Regions from separate parts of the Mus musculus genome. Here regions 2 and 3 are each linked to region 1. Evidence: chromatin contacts called from public promoter capture Hi-C data. All regions are on one chromosome and are shown on one strand. Each heading gives the region's core, a stretch centred on a gene start, on an enhancer-like site or on the middle of the called end of the contact. The rest is flanking DNA. Distances are from core to core; before and after follow the strand shown.

Region 1 (4,287 bases), core at 461-2,960:
ACCATTTTAATCCCACACTCAGGAGCCAGAGGCAGGCAGATCTCTGAGTTCAAGGACAGCTCATCTACAGAGTAAGGTCCAGGACAGAGAGGGCTACAGTAAAAAGCCCTGTTTCGCTGGGCGTGGTGGCACACGCCTTTAATCAAAGCACTCGGCAGGCAGATGCAGGAGGATTTCTGAATTCAAGGTCAGCCTGGTCTACAGAGTGAGTACTATACAGTCAGGGCTATACAGAGAAACCCTGTCTCGAAAAACCAGAACAAAAAACCAGAAAAACAAACAAAACAAAACAACTAACCAACCAAATAAAAATATAGTAGGTTTTGTAGGACACATATGGTTGGTCTCTGGCATCCATGTGTCTGTTTTACCAGTCTTCAAGAGAATTTACTCATTTTTAGCTTGTGAAATGTCCCCAACAACTAGATAACCACGCTATAGACAAGGTAGGAAACTCATGTTTGGGGACAGGGTCTTGCCTGGCTGTGTTCGGCAGGCTCTCACTGGTCGGTCTGGGGGTGGCTCCACCTCCACCTTCTTTCCAGGGTCGAAAGCATCAGCCTCCCCCTCTGAGTCGCAGTGTTCCTTCTCCCGTTTCCGTTTCTTCTCTTCCTGTAAGTATGGAAGAATAGAGGGCACAGAACAGCCAGAACCCTTTTAGACTGGTAATGCAGGCTCCGCACACGTCTGCGCATTCCCCAGACTGGGAAGAAGAGCCACTCCTGACACCTGACAGGCATCACCTGAAGATGCCCTGGAAGCCCAGAACTGCAGCAACGGTATAGCCAGGCGTGATTAGGGACCCATCTTAGGCCATTGAACCTTTACCTTCCGCTTCCTCCTCTCCTCCTCATCGAGGTGCTTCTCCTTCTCTGACTTTTTCTTCTTCTTTTTCTTCTTTTCTCTGTGTCTCTCCCGTTCGTGGTCTGAGCGATCGTCGTAGTAGCTGGAGTCGTGGCCAGATCCTGAGAGCTCTGTCACTTCACTTCCTCCCACCTTGAGCACCAGCTTCAGAGGCTTCTCCAGTGGCGTGTCTGTATAATCTGCACACAGACCGTACGTAGGTCAAGCTTGCAAAATACTGAGTAGAAATACTGCACCCCTGTGGGTGTGAATCTAGACAGCAAGGAGTTGTCAAAACCACAGACTATGTAATCTCAAACTGACAGATTGGTGTTCAATCCTCTCTTTCAAACCACAAAATCACCACTGAGGATATTCCGAGGGTACAACAACCCGACCTGAGACCCAGGACCCCAATTCCTTCACGGAAGCCCTCTTTTTGCTGCGGGTCTTCCTGGTGTCAGAGAGGAGGTACATAGTGGCTACAGGACCCAAAAAAGAAGCCTATAGCCTCTTCGCAGCAGATTCCCTTTTTCAGCTCTAACCCCGCCCCTCCTACGATTGTCCACTACCTGGCTCTAAGCTCCTCCTTCTCACGGGACCCCGCCCAGCACAGACCACGCCCTTCCCCTGGAACGCCTTCCCCTGCCCGTATCGGCAACCTAGACCCCGCCCGTGGGATCCGCACCTTCGTAGGACGAGCGCCATTCCGCCTTGTGCTTCTTGTGCTTTTTGCCCATGGCTGAGATAGCACGGGATCCGGTGAGAAGCGGCTGCCGGTAGCTCGACCTGCGCCAGTCGGAAGTAGCGCCTTCGCCACCGCCAAGTGCTTCCGGGTCAGGGTGGGGCGGTGCGCAGCGCGCGGCAGATTCGAAGCTCGGTGGGGCGGGGCGGGTTGCAAAGCGCCGAGCGGCTCGGGCGGCGGAAGTGGATTTGGCCGGCCCTTAGCCAAGGTGGATCCTCCTACATCGGAGAAGGCTGTCGCACAGGGCGCAGGGAGGCGACCGCGGCCTCACTCCGGCGGCATTCCCTCGGCTCCCGGCGGCGGCGCCATGGACGAGGCGGTGGGCGACCTGAAGCAAGCGCTTCCCTGTGTTGCCGAATCGCCCGCGGTCCATGTGGAGGTTCTGCAGCGCAGCGGAAGGTGAGCGTATATACGGAGTCCGACCACGCGGGGCGCGACCTGATCCGACCCCACCACGCGTGACTCCGAGTGGCACGACCTTACCCCAACTCTTAGGATTCCACCCCACAGCGTCCCACCCCTCAGTACGGCCCCACTTCGCACGACCTGAACAGCCTGACATGAACCCACCTAGTATGACCCAGCACACCTCCACCCCACTTCAGTTGACCCTAACAGCATGATCCGACTTTGCCCTCCATCCCACCACACATTACTCTTGAGTTTCACCTCTCACATTGCCGCATATCCCATCCAGACCCTACCACCATCCCAGACTATCTGGCAGGACCCCACAGCTCTCAACTGACTGGCCTATGGAGCACAGCCTAACGATGAGCTCCATGTAATAGGACCTGCTAAGCGACAGAAGTGATCTCCAGTCAATTAGGGGTGCAAGGAAGTGCAGTGTCAGTAGAGCAAGTATTTAATTTGCAAAGCCAGAATCCAGTGGCAAATTTCCTGTTACAAAGATTATGTACGTACTCCAGGTTAGACCCTACAGCTATGCATTTTCAGGTTTTCCTTAAAAGGGCTGCTAACATGGATTGAATGCTCATAATGTTTCAGGCTTGTCTCAAACACTGAATTTTTATTAATTTTCATAGTAGTGTGTGAAGAACTAGTGGCACCTCCTTTTTCTAATTAGCCTGAGGGTGGCTGATGGTATGACTGCAGGCCTGGGACCCTACAGTTGATCCTAAGACAGTACACTGCCAAGCCCCATCTTGACTAATGACTTTCTTGTATATGTCTGAGGTCTGAGGGAGGGAAGGTGTGTGTCTGTGTGTGTGTGTGTGTGTGTGTGTGTGTGTGTGTGTGTGTGTCTGAGTGTCTGTGTTTGAAACAAGTTCTTCTGTCTCAGCTTGCATGCTGAAATTACAGCCAGACCTAGCTATACTTTAGTGGGGTTTTTTTTGTTTTTTTGTTTGTTTTTGTCGTTTTTGTTTGTTTGTTTTTTGGTTTTTTTTTTTTTTTCTTGGTTTTTCGGAACAGGGTTTTTCTGTGTAGCCCTGGCTGACCTGGAACTCACTTTGTAGACCAGGCTGGCCTCGAACTCAGAAATCCGCCTGCCTCTGCCTCCCAAGTGCTGGGCTTAAAGGCGTGTGCTACCACGCCCAGCTTTTAGTGTTTTTCTTAACTAAGATATTTTATATATGTTTTATTTATCTTTCTAGCACTGCAAAAAAAGAAGATATAAAGTCGAGTGTTTACAGGCTGCTCAACCGGCATAATATTGTGTTTGGAGATTACGTCTGGACTGAGTTTGATGATCCTTTTCTAAGCAGAAATGTTCAGTCAGTGTCTATTGTTGACACAGAACTAAAGGCTAAAGACCCTCAGGTAAATTCCTAGTTCATAGTGCTGGTAAGTGAGCCCTTAGAGATTATGAGGTAATTGTCATAAATAACTAACATTGACGTGGATAGCGGGTTACTACCCTATCTGTTGGTTTTGGTGGCTATTACAATCTAAGCAACAGATTCCATAAAGTCACTTTAGGCAACAGATCTCACGTGGGAGGTTTATTAGGGAGGGAGAATCCAGAGGCTGCTTCTGGGTGAAGGTGGAGGGAGAAGAAAGAGTGCAGAGAGGAGGGAGTGTCCTTTTAGAAGGGGAGATCGAACATGTACATAGGAAGGATATGTGACTAGTGGCGAGAGTAGGAATGTGTAGCATCTTGGCAGCTTGTGGTGACTGATCCTGCTGTTGTTGTGTCCCCGATTGCTAACAGTAGCTAGATAAGCTTTAGCTATGTGTCCTGGAGCTAGGTGCTAGAGTAGGGATGTTGTGTGTCAGGATGCTCTTGACAGAGCCTGGAACAAATTGGAAGTAAAATTTGACAGTTGGAAAACAGACCTACTAATAATTAGGTTGCATTAGAATACATCACAGACCGTAATTCTCTTTTTATGTACTTCTAGCATACTAAAGTTCTCTGAATTGCCACTTCGGTCACTTTAATGGAAACCAAATATTCTATAATATCTCTTCGTCAAACACCTGAAGCTTAGAGAAATTCTCTGGTTTTGTCTTTTCCTCAGTTTCACAGGAGTCATGACCATAGTATGATTCATTATAAAGGTCTCAGAGAAGACCCAAAGCACAGTTATTGCCATCTCTGTATAGAGTCAGAAGGAAAACACGGCATGATCATTTAAATAAAAAATCGCCATGGCCTTTATCCCCCAAAAAAAGGGACACAGTTGTCATAGCCTCCAAATGAAAAGTTAAGATCAAGCCTCCACTGGGCCACTGTA
Region 2 (4,117 bases), core at 932-3,431, 2.0 Mb before region 1:
TTTTTCATCTTCCAAAACTGAAACTGGGTACCCAAAAATAGCATGCCTTCCCTACTTCAGCACCTGATACTCTGTCCTACTTCCTAGCTGTAAGAGCTTGGCTACTTGAGGTAATTCAGAAGTAGAATGATGTAATTCTCTTCCATATTGGCTTACTTCACATAGCACCACATCGTTAAGGATCATCCATGGTATAAGATGTGATGAGTTTACCTTCATTTACAAAAGCTAGTTCATAACTCATTAACCATCTATAGTCTCAACTGCTCTGGAAATTTGATCTAGGAAGACTGCTTAGTAAGCCCAAGGGTTCTAGATCAGCCTAGGCAGTACAGGAGAAAACAACTCAAAAAAAAGGTTCATATTTACGTAAGCTATATTCTTTTTTTTAATTTTTTATTAGGTATTTTCCTCGTTTACATTTCCAATGCTATCCCAAAAGTCCCCCATACCCTACCCCTTCCCACTCCCCTACCCACCCATTCCCACTTTTTGGCCTGGTGTTCCCCTGTACTGGGGCATATAAAGTTTGCAAGTCCAATGGGACTCTCTTTGCAGTGATGGCCGACTAGGCCATCTTTTGATACATATGCAGCTAGAGACAAGAGCTCCAGGATACTGGTTAGTTCATAAAGTTGTTCCACCTATAGGGTTGCAGATCCCTTTAGCTCCTTGGGTACTTTCTCTAGCTCTTCCTTTGGGGGCCCTGCGATCCATCCAATAGCTGACTGTGAGCATCCACTTCTGTGTTTGCTAGGCCCCGGCGTAGTCTCACAGTAAGCTATATTCTTTATCTATTTATGCACTTCAGTGTCATGGTGTTTGACTGGTGGGCCATTAGACTGATGAGACCGTATACTTTCTTTTGATCCAAGAGGAACTGTGACTCTGCACATTTGCATCTTTCAGGATGGTTATTTCCAGAAACTACAAAACATTGTACTTGGACACAAAGGAAAAAATTTATTTATTTATTTATTTATTTATTTATTTATTTATTTAGGACTGGGTCTCACTATGTAACTGGCTCTTCTGGAGCTCACGATATAGCCTGGGCTGGTTTTGTTTTTGTTTGGTTTTGTCTTTACTAGTGACTCTAATTACAGCTATTTGGGAGGCTGAGGAGGGAAGACCTATCTCAAAGAACAGAGAGGACTAAGTAAACTACATAGAGAACGCCCCCTGCCCTGCCCTGTCTATGGACAGGAAGCTAATTCTGTCTCAGCTGAGCAATACTGATTCCTAATAAACAGTTGTGGCCATCTCCCAGCTTCTTGTTTTCCTCAGTCTTCCCAGGACCTTTTAAACATCTAGTTCTCAAAACAGGTCCACTTAACAGAGAAAACAAGCCCAATTTCAAAGCAGAGCAAATAATCAAAAAGATAAACAAGAACTCTTAACTGTGTGTGAGATGCTTGTGAGAATTTTAATATTTATGAGGGAGCCCCAGAGTAGCCTTTGGCCTGTCCTAGTATTAGCAGTCCTCATGGTGTTTTATACTGGAGGTAGTCTGAGGCCCTTTTGGGGCCTCCACAAGCTTTACTTCTGTGTGTCATCACGAAAGAATCTAAAATATCCTTACATTAACATGATCCTTCTTTTTCAGTGAGCTATTATTAAATAATGTAACTGGAATGTGTACTGAAAAAAATCCAAGTAAACTGCTACAACTTTCTTTTTTTTTTTTTTCTTTTTTTTTTAAACCACACACATTAAAAATCCCAACACTTCAAATTCCACAATCTTGGTTAAAATATGCCAAATATAGCTTGCAATAGTAAATGACCTTTCCAAAGTGGCACCCGCAAATTAATTGGTGCGTGAACAAAGAACCTTTTCTGCAGCTGCATGAATGTTGCCTTTTTTTTTTTTCCTTCTTCACAAGTACGATTTTACAAAACAGCCAAAGCGCATGTTGTAAATTGACAAAACGATAACACACTTTCTGCGAAGGCTGGGGTGGGTACGGGACCGCGGGGTGGGCAGGGGGCTGCCTCCTGGCTGGGCTCTCTTCTGGTCCCCGGCGGGGGCCAGGCCGCCCCTCCCCCGCTCCCGGCTCAGGTTTCAGCCTTCCGAGTTGAGGAAACTTGCTGCAGGCGGATTGGCGGCGAGCTGCTCCCGGGCTCCGGCGTCGTCCCCGCGCCCACCGCTCCTTTGTGTCCCGCGGCCTCGGCCAGCAGCCAGCTCCCCCGCGCGCCGGACTCTCGGGGCGACACGTGCGGGCCTCCGGCCCCGCCGAGCGGAGGCGGAGCCCGGGCGGAGGCGCGGCGGCCAGGAGCGGCGACCAGGGACCGCAGCGCTGCCAGCGCCCGGCCGGCCGCTCACTCCCGGCCCGCTCCTCTGCGTCGGTAGCGCCGCGTCGTAGGAGCGGGAGGGCCGCGGCCGGGGATGAGCTGACTGCAGTGAGAGCGTCGCCCGGGCCCCCGCCAGGCCGCCCGCTGCCATCTCCGCGCCGCCCTGCCAGCCGCGATCATGTACGTACGCGTCGCCGTTCTGCCACGGTCTGGGTCCGGGACGTGCCACGCGCCCTGGCTGTACCCACCCGCTCACCGCGCCCCTCTCGGCCCCGCAGGTCCATCCACATCGTGGCGTTGGGGAACGAGGGCGACACGTTCCACCAGGACAACCGGCCGTCGGGGCTCATCCGCACATACCTGGGAAGAAGCCCGCTGGTGTCGGGGGACGAGAGTAGCTTGTTGCTGAACGCGGCCAGCACGGTCGCGCGCCCGGTGTTCACTGAGTACCAGGCCAGTGCGTTCGGGAACGTCAAGCTGGTGGTGCACGACTGTCCCGTCTGGGTAAGGGGCAGTGGCTGCGCGGTGCCCAGGAGGAAGGAGCTTGCCTTTTTGGATCCCTCCTCCCCTTGTTTCTTAATTTCCTGATTGCCTGGAGAGTTTTTTTAGTTTGTTTTTGTGTTTTTACATTTTTTGGCAAATCCCATCCTTTGTTACAATTTGGAGGTGGTGGGGGCAGCCCAGTCACGTCTGTAAGGTAAAATGGCCCCAGGGCAATATAGAGCCGTTACTGTGTTTCAAGACTTGTTCTTTAGTGGATGGACAGCTGACAGTTGAATGTGCCAACCCCAAACAGGGTCGCGAAGTTCCACTGGCCAAGAGTCATGTTTTCATGTCCACCTCGTGGAGGATAGGGAGATGTGTTCTATAAATACTGCCCTTTACAGCTCAACGTAGGCAAAAATACTCTAGACAGGGACAGGTCAAAAATAGTATGGGAACAAGGGAAAAAAGAATGGGATTTGAGAACTAATTTTAAATGGCTTATTTGTTGATTATTAACCTCTGAAAAGACTAGTTTTTAATAGTGCTAATGCTCATATATTAGCCTTTTGTTTTAGTGGTTAATAAATTGGAAATACCACTAAGAACTTAAATAAATCTTCATGTTTATGATAGTTGAATAAAATAAGTCTTAGCTTGTCTCTTGAGTAGCTTGACTCTGAAGTGTTTGATAAAAGGACAAAGAAGACAGCTCCCTGACTTACAAATATCTTCATAACACAGTAGCACTATGTATTTCAAGTGTCTTCATTTAATTTTAAATCTGTGATTTCTTGCTGATATTGTAGTTATATATTTTTCAGCTAAAGATTACTATATATACATAATATATAAATGTTTAAACTTTTGGGTCTTAAAAAAGGTACAAATTATGTGAGATTTTTACATTAAAAAGACAGTTTTTTTTTTAAGAAAACTACCAGAGCTAAGGAGAACTAGCATACTTTTGAATAGAAATGTGTAAAAAGTAAAGAGAAAATTTTCTTGAGCATATTTTCCTATTATGGAAAGAAAGCACTCTTTAACTGGAAACTCATATCAGTGTGCTGAAATAAATGAAAGGATGCTACCTAACCTTCAAGTATGACAGTGATGACAGTATCAAAAGATGCCACTAGGGAGGACTGGTAGGCACAGTTACTTTGAGCCCTTTTATTATGAAAGATTTTGTAGCCTAAAAGTATTACTTATTCAGTATACTGTTGAATAAATGTGCAATGAATCAATGGAGTAGACACAGAAAACATAAGAGAAGATGAATTAGGATGTTGGGATTTGCTTTTTGTTTTGTTTTGTTTTAATTTGAGAGTTAACCCTTT
Region 3 (4,282 bases), core at 49-2,548, 2.2 Mb before region 1:
AAAATACCTATTCCACCAACCTGCTACAGCGCCTGCTCTCACTGACACCGCAATTACAGAAAGAAGAAAAGGATGTGCTCTGTCCTCAGAACAAGGGCCTGCAGAAACAGAGCCTTCAAGGATCATCTGTGTTCAACGAATCATTACTATGCAAAAAAAAAAAAAAAAAAAGAATACCAAATGTAATTTTTATAAAACTAAGCACCAGTTGATATTGTTTCTGTAAAGTATGTCCTACATTCCAAATTTACTCAACACAATTCTGGGGAGTGTGCCCTGTTTAGGAGGTAATCTACTTAGATAAGCTATTGAAAAGTTATTTAACCTCTCTGTTTTCGCATCTGTAAAGTAGTCTAAGTGAAGATTAAGGAGTACATTCCACGTAAAGCATGCTACACAGTAAATATACAGTAAAGCTTAACAGACACTAAACACATACCGCTCTGTATTAGATGTGTAAGGTGTTTTATTACAATTAATCTGTACACAAGGCTGCCAGATATGAGAGTTGAGATTTTAAATAAATAGCATTACTCCTCCTTTTCCTGCCAGAAAATCAACACAAGTGGTGTAATGTACAATTATATATACCTGAAACTTATCAGTGAATAATTTGACTTGAAAATAGAAACGTGCTTCTTCCAGAATTCTCCAAAGGAATCTAGCAATCAAAAAAAGGAACAGCTGATTATTCTATACCCAACAATGTTACTCCGAGCATACATCAATTAACCGCACACTTCACACAGTCCACATCTGTACCTTTTAGAACCGGTCCCTATTGCTACTCCAAAGACAAAGAACAGCCAAGCTGTTCCGTATCTGGAACCTGAAACTTATTAGGCCCGCTCTTCAACCCACATGAGCATAATCCTTACAGGTCGGCAAACGGAGGAAATACGATGAGGGGGGCTTCCTGACTAGGGTTCCGGAACGCAGCAGAAATCCACACCACTACCCAGACCACACACGAGGTGACCTAGCCTAAAGTCCCATATAGGCACAACCCAATCCAATTCAAGTGACAGAATCACTGCCACCTCATCACCGCCAAGTTCACTTTGTCAGCGAACATTCAGCCCCGCACAAAAGGAAGACAGCCCGTAACATCACGCTCATGCTCAGTATTTTCTCCCCCTAAATACCACTTCTACTGCCTTTAGATTTCAACTTCTGCCAAAACCGAAGCGATCAGAACCCACCTGGGCATGTGGGACTGCCACAAAGTACAAGTCTGAACAACGCATGCGCGCTTCCCCAGACATCGCTTGAGTGAGAGGAACTGGCAGAGCTATCATTAGCTCGAAATTTGATTAAAACGGTCTTCACATGGGCTGAGCGCGATTGGTTTTTGCGCATGCGCCTGCCCTTGGCCTGATGGGAGGTGTAGTTTCTAGGTGCCGCTCATATTTACTTCTGTATTTGTAAGCCAAACTTCTAGTCTTGTCCCTAGAGTCCGGCCCCTGCTCATGACTGGAGAGCAGGCTACAGGAGACCCGCTCAGCAGCCGCTTCTGAACGGCCATGCCCGCGATGCTGTTGCTGTTGGTGTCGGTGGTCGCAGCGTTAGCACTCGCAGCACCGGCCCCCAGAACACAGAAGAAAAGGATGCAAGTGAACCAGGCGCCCAACGTGGTGCTGGTCGCCAGTGACTCCTTCGTAAGTACCCAAAGGACGGGGAGCAGACACCGCCCAGAGCCTGTGGAGAAACATCACAGGGAACAGGACCCTGGGGTTGAGAGGTCCCGCATGCGCACACCTGCAAGCACGCATGTGCATACTAATAAAGTAGTAGAAAGAAGCCAGTCTCTAACTCCTGGGCTTTGCTCCTTGAACTTTATTCACTAGACCAGCAATTCTCAACCTGTGGCTCTCGATCCCTTGGGAGAGGTCGAGTCACCTTTTGCAGAAGTCACCTAAGACCATCGGAAATATCAGATATTTACATTACAACTCATACCTAACAAAATTACAGTTATGAAGTGACAACAAAAATAATCGTATGGTTGGGAGAGTCACCATAATATGAGGAACTGTATTAAACTGTTGCAGCATAGAAAGGCTGAGAACCACTAATCTAGACATTCTATACTTGTGTTAGCACTGATTTAAAGAAGTTATTTGTGTATGCATCACCTTAAATTTGATTTAAATTCATATGGAAAGTGAAAGGACCTCGAATTGGGAAGGGGAAAAAAACATGAAAAAGAAGACTGATTTAAAAAAAAAAAAAAAAAGCTTTTAATTTCAAAACTAATGGTAAAGCTACAATAGCCACAATAGTACTTTACATGCAGAACAATAAATATTCAGACCAGTAGAGTAGAATTAAGAGTCCAGAAATAGTCTTATAAACAAGTAGTGCTGGAAAAGTAAATATATACATGGAAAGGAACAAAATTGGGTCCTGCCTTCCACCATGTGTAAAAACAAAAGTTAGTCAATGATTTAAATGTAAAAGCTAAGGCTATAAAACTCCTTCAAGACAATGGAAGTGTAAATTGTCATAATCTTGGTTTAGGCAATTTAAAATGAGCCAAGGATTTGAAAAGACATTCCTACACAGAATATACACAGATAGCCAATAAGCCCATCATAAGAAGCTTAGATTCATTAATCATTAGGGAAATGTAGCTCAAACCAATTGATCCCCATAAGGATAGCCAGAATCAAAAGGCATAAAAATAGGAGGAAGTCATGTGAGATGATATGGGAAGAGCCAAGGGTGGGGAGGAGGGAATGTGGAGGTAAATATGATCAGAGTATGAAACTGTTGTGCTTGGCCTGTTGTTTTTTACAGTTAATATGTCAGTTCTTTAGTACACACACACACACACACACACACACACACCATAAACAATAACCAGAGTTAATGAGAATATGGAGGAATTAGAAACCTCATACACGGCTGTTGAGATGCTTTGTAAAGTGGTGTGGCCACCTTGGAAAACCATTTGACAGTTTTTACAGTGACTAACTATAGAGTTACTATGCAATGCAGCAATTCTATTCCTAGATATGTATGCTTGTGTTTGTGTCCAAGAGAAATGAAAACATAGTCTGCACCAAAGCTTCTACATGACAGGATTATTCTAGAAGATGAGAAGTTAAAACAACCTAGATAGCCATGTACTGGTAAGTGTATAGATGGAATTTGGTAGTATTATTCAGCAACCAGAAAAGAAATCCAAAACTCATGCTTGTTACAGTGTGACTGGACCTAGAAAACTATGTCCTCAAAATAAATGATGACAGACTATATTTTATATGAATCCATTTATACGAAATGTCCAAAGAAAGCAGCTATGTAGAGACAGACAGCATGTTCGTAATTGCCTCAGTTTTAAATGAGCCCAGGGTGAAGGCTAAGGGTGCTCCTGGGAATAATATAAATGTTCTAAATGACTTTCTGGATACACTAAAAACCTTTGAGTTGCACGTTTTAAATGTGTAAGTTGTATATAAATTATATCTGGATAAAAAGCACTTCTGCCTGGACCTTAAAGGACAAGGGCACCCCCTACAACCCTGCTTCCACACACACTGCACCTCCCCACTGTTGCAGCCACACTGGTTTCAGAAGTAAATAGCGGGACAGGAATATATACTGTGGAATCTCCCATAATATAACTTGACGTGGTAGATAAGTAAGATAAGGCACACAATATGCTAAGGCCTTGCCATAGCAGATAAGTCATTTTTTTACTACTTAACAGGATAATGCTTTTTCTAGCTAGCTTTAATTGTCAATTTGATAGAGCCTAAAGTTATCCCAGAGATATTGCCTAGATCACTAGATCACACTGACCTATGAGCATGTCTGTGGGGGAATCTCTTGTGATAAAACATTGTAACTGAACACATGCTGGGGAAGAAAGGTTTTGTTTCATCTTTAAAGTATCAGGTCACACTCCATCCAGTCAGGCCAGGAACTTAAGGCTCAAGAACTGCAGCAGAAGTCACGAAGGAAGACTGCATACTGGCTTTGCTCCTGTGGCTTCCTCAGCTGGCTTTCTTATATAACCCAGGGCTACCTGCCCTGGAGTAGCGCTGTGTACAGTTAGGTGAACATTCCCACACCAATCATTAATTAATCCCATATTAATCAAGAAAATGCTCCCCCATACTTGCCCACAGGCAATCTGATAGTAGCATTTTTTTTCATCTGAGGTATAATAACTCCAGCTTGTGTCAAGTTAAAAAGGAAGAAGAGGAAGAAGAAGAGGTATATCTGAGGTATAATAACTCATCTGAGGTGTAATAACTCCAGCTTGTGTCAAGTT

The links. Promoter capture Hi-C pulls out the DNA fragments that hold promoters and counts their contacts.
Region 2: a promoter capture Hi-C map of liver shows a contact between it and region 1, with 2.4 times the contacts expected there. The contact joins the promoter of Rhobtb3 here to the promoter of Trip13 in region 1. A contact is called at or near these places in 3 of 39 promoter capture datasets (cranial neural crest, liver and second pharyngeal arch cranial neural crest).
Region 3: a promoter capture Hi-C map of pre-B cells shows a contact between it and region 1, with 2.1 times the contacts expected there. The contact joins the promoter of Ttc37 here to the promoter of Trip13 in region 1. A contact is called at or near these places in 5 of 39 promoter capture datasets (the 3T3-L1 cell line, cranial neural crest, hematopoietic stem and progenitor cells and 2 more), 1 of 484 Hi-C or Micro-C datasets (muscle stem cells) and 2 of 9 other capture datasets (adipose tissue and liver).

The regions. Positions count from the first base shown.
Region 1 is chr13:73,935,190-73,939,476 of GRCm38.p6, reverse strand. Trip13 (thyroid hormone receptor interactor 13) reads left to right here and starts at 1,710. Exons shown (of 13, transcript NM_027182.2): 1 at 1,710-1,987; 2 at 3,205-3,370. The coding sequence starts at 1,896. It overlaps Brd9 (bromodomain containing 9), which reads right to left and starts at 1,649. Exons shown (of 16, transcript NM_001378947.1): 1 at 1,532-1,649; 2 at 829-1,043; 3 at 480-612. The coding sequence starts at 1,583.
Region 2 is chr13:75,941,888-75,946,004 of GRCm38.p6, reverse strand. Rhobtb3 (Rho-related BTB domain containing 3) reads left to right here and starts at 2,181. Exons shown (of 12, transcript NM_028493.2): 1 at 2,181-2,474; 2 at 2,573-2,798. The coding sequence starts at 2,473.
Region 3 is chr13:76,095,750-76,100,031 of GRCm38.p6, reverse strand. Ttc37 (tetratricopeptide repeat domain 37) reads right to left here and starts at 1,298. Exons shown (of 44, transcript NM_001081352.2): 1 at 1,203-1,298; 2 at 592-661. It overlaps Arsk (arylsulfatase K), which reads left to right and starts at 1,372. Exons shown (of 8, transcript NM_029847.4): 1 at 1,372-1,658. The coding sequence starts at 1,524.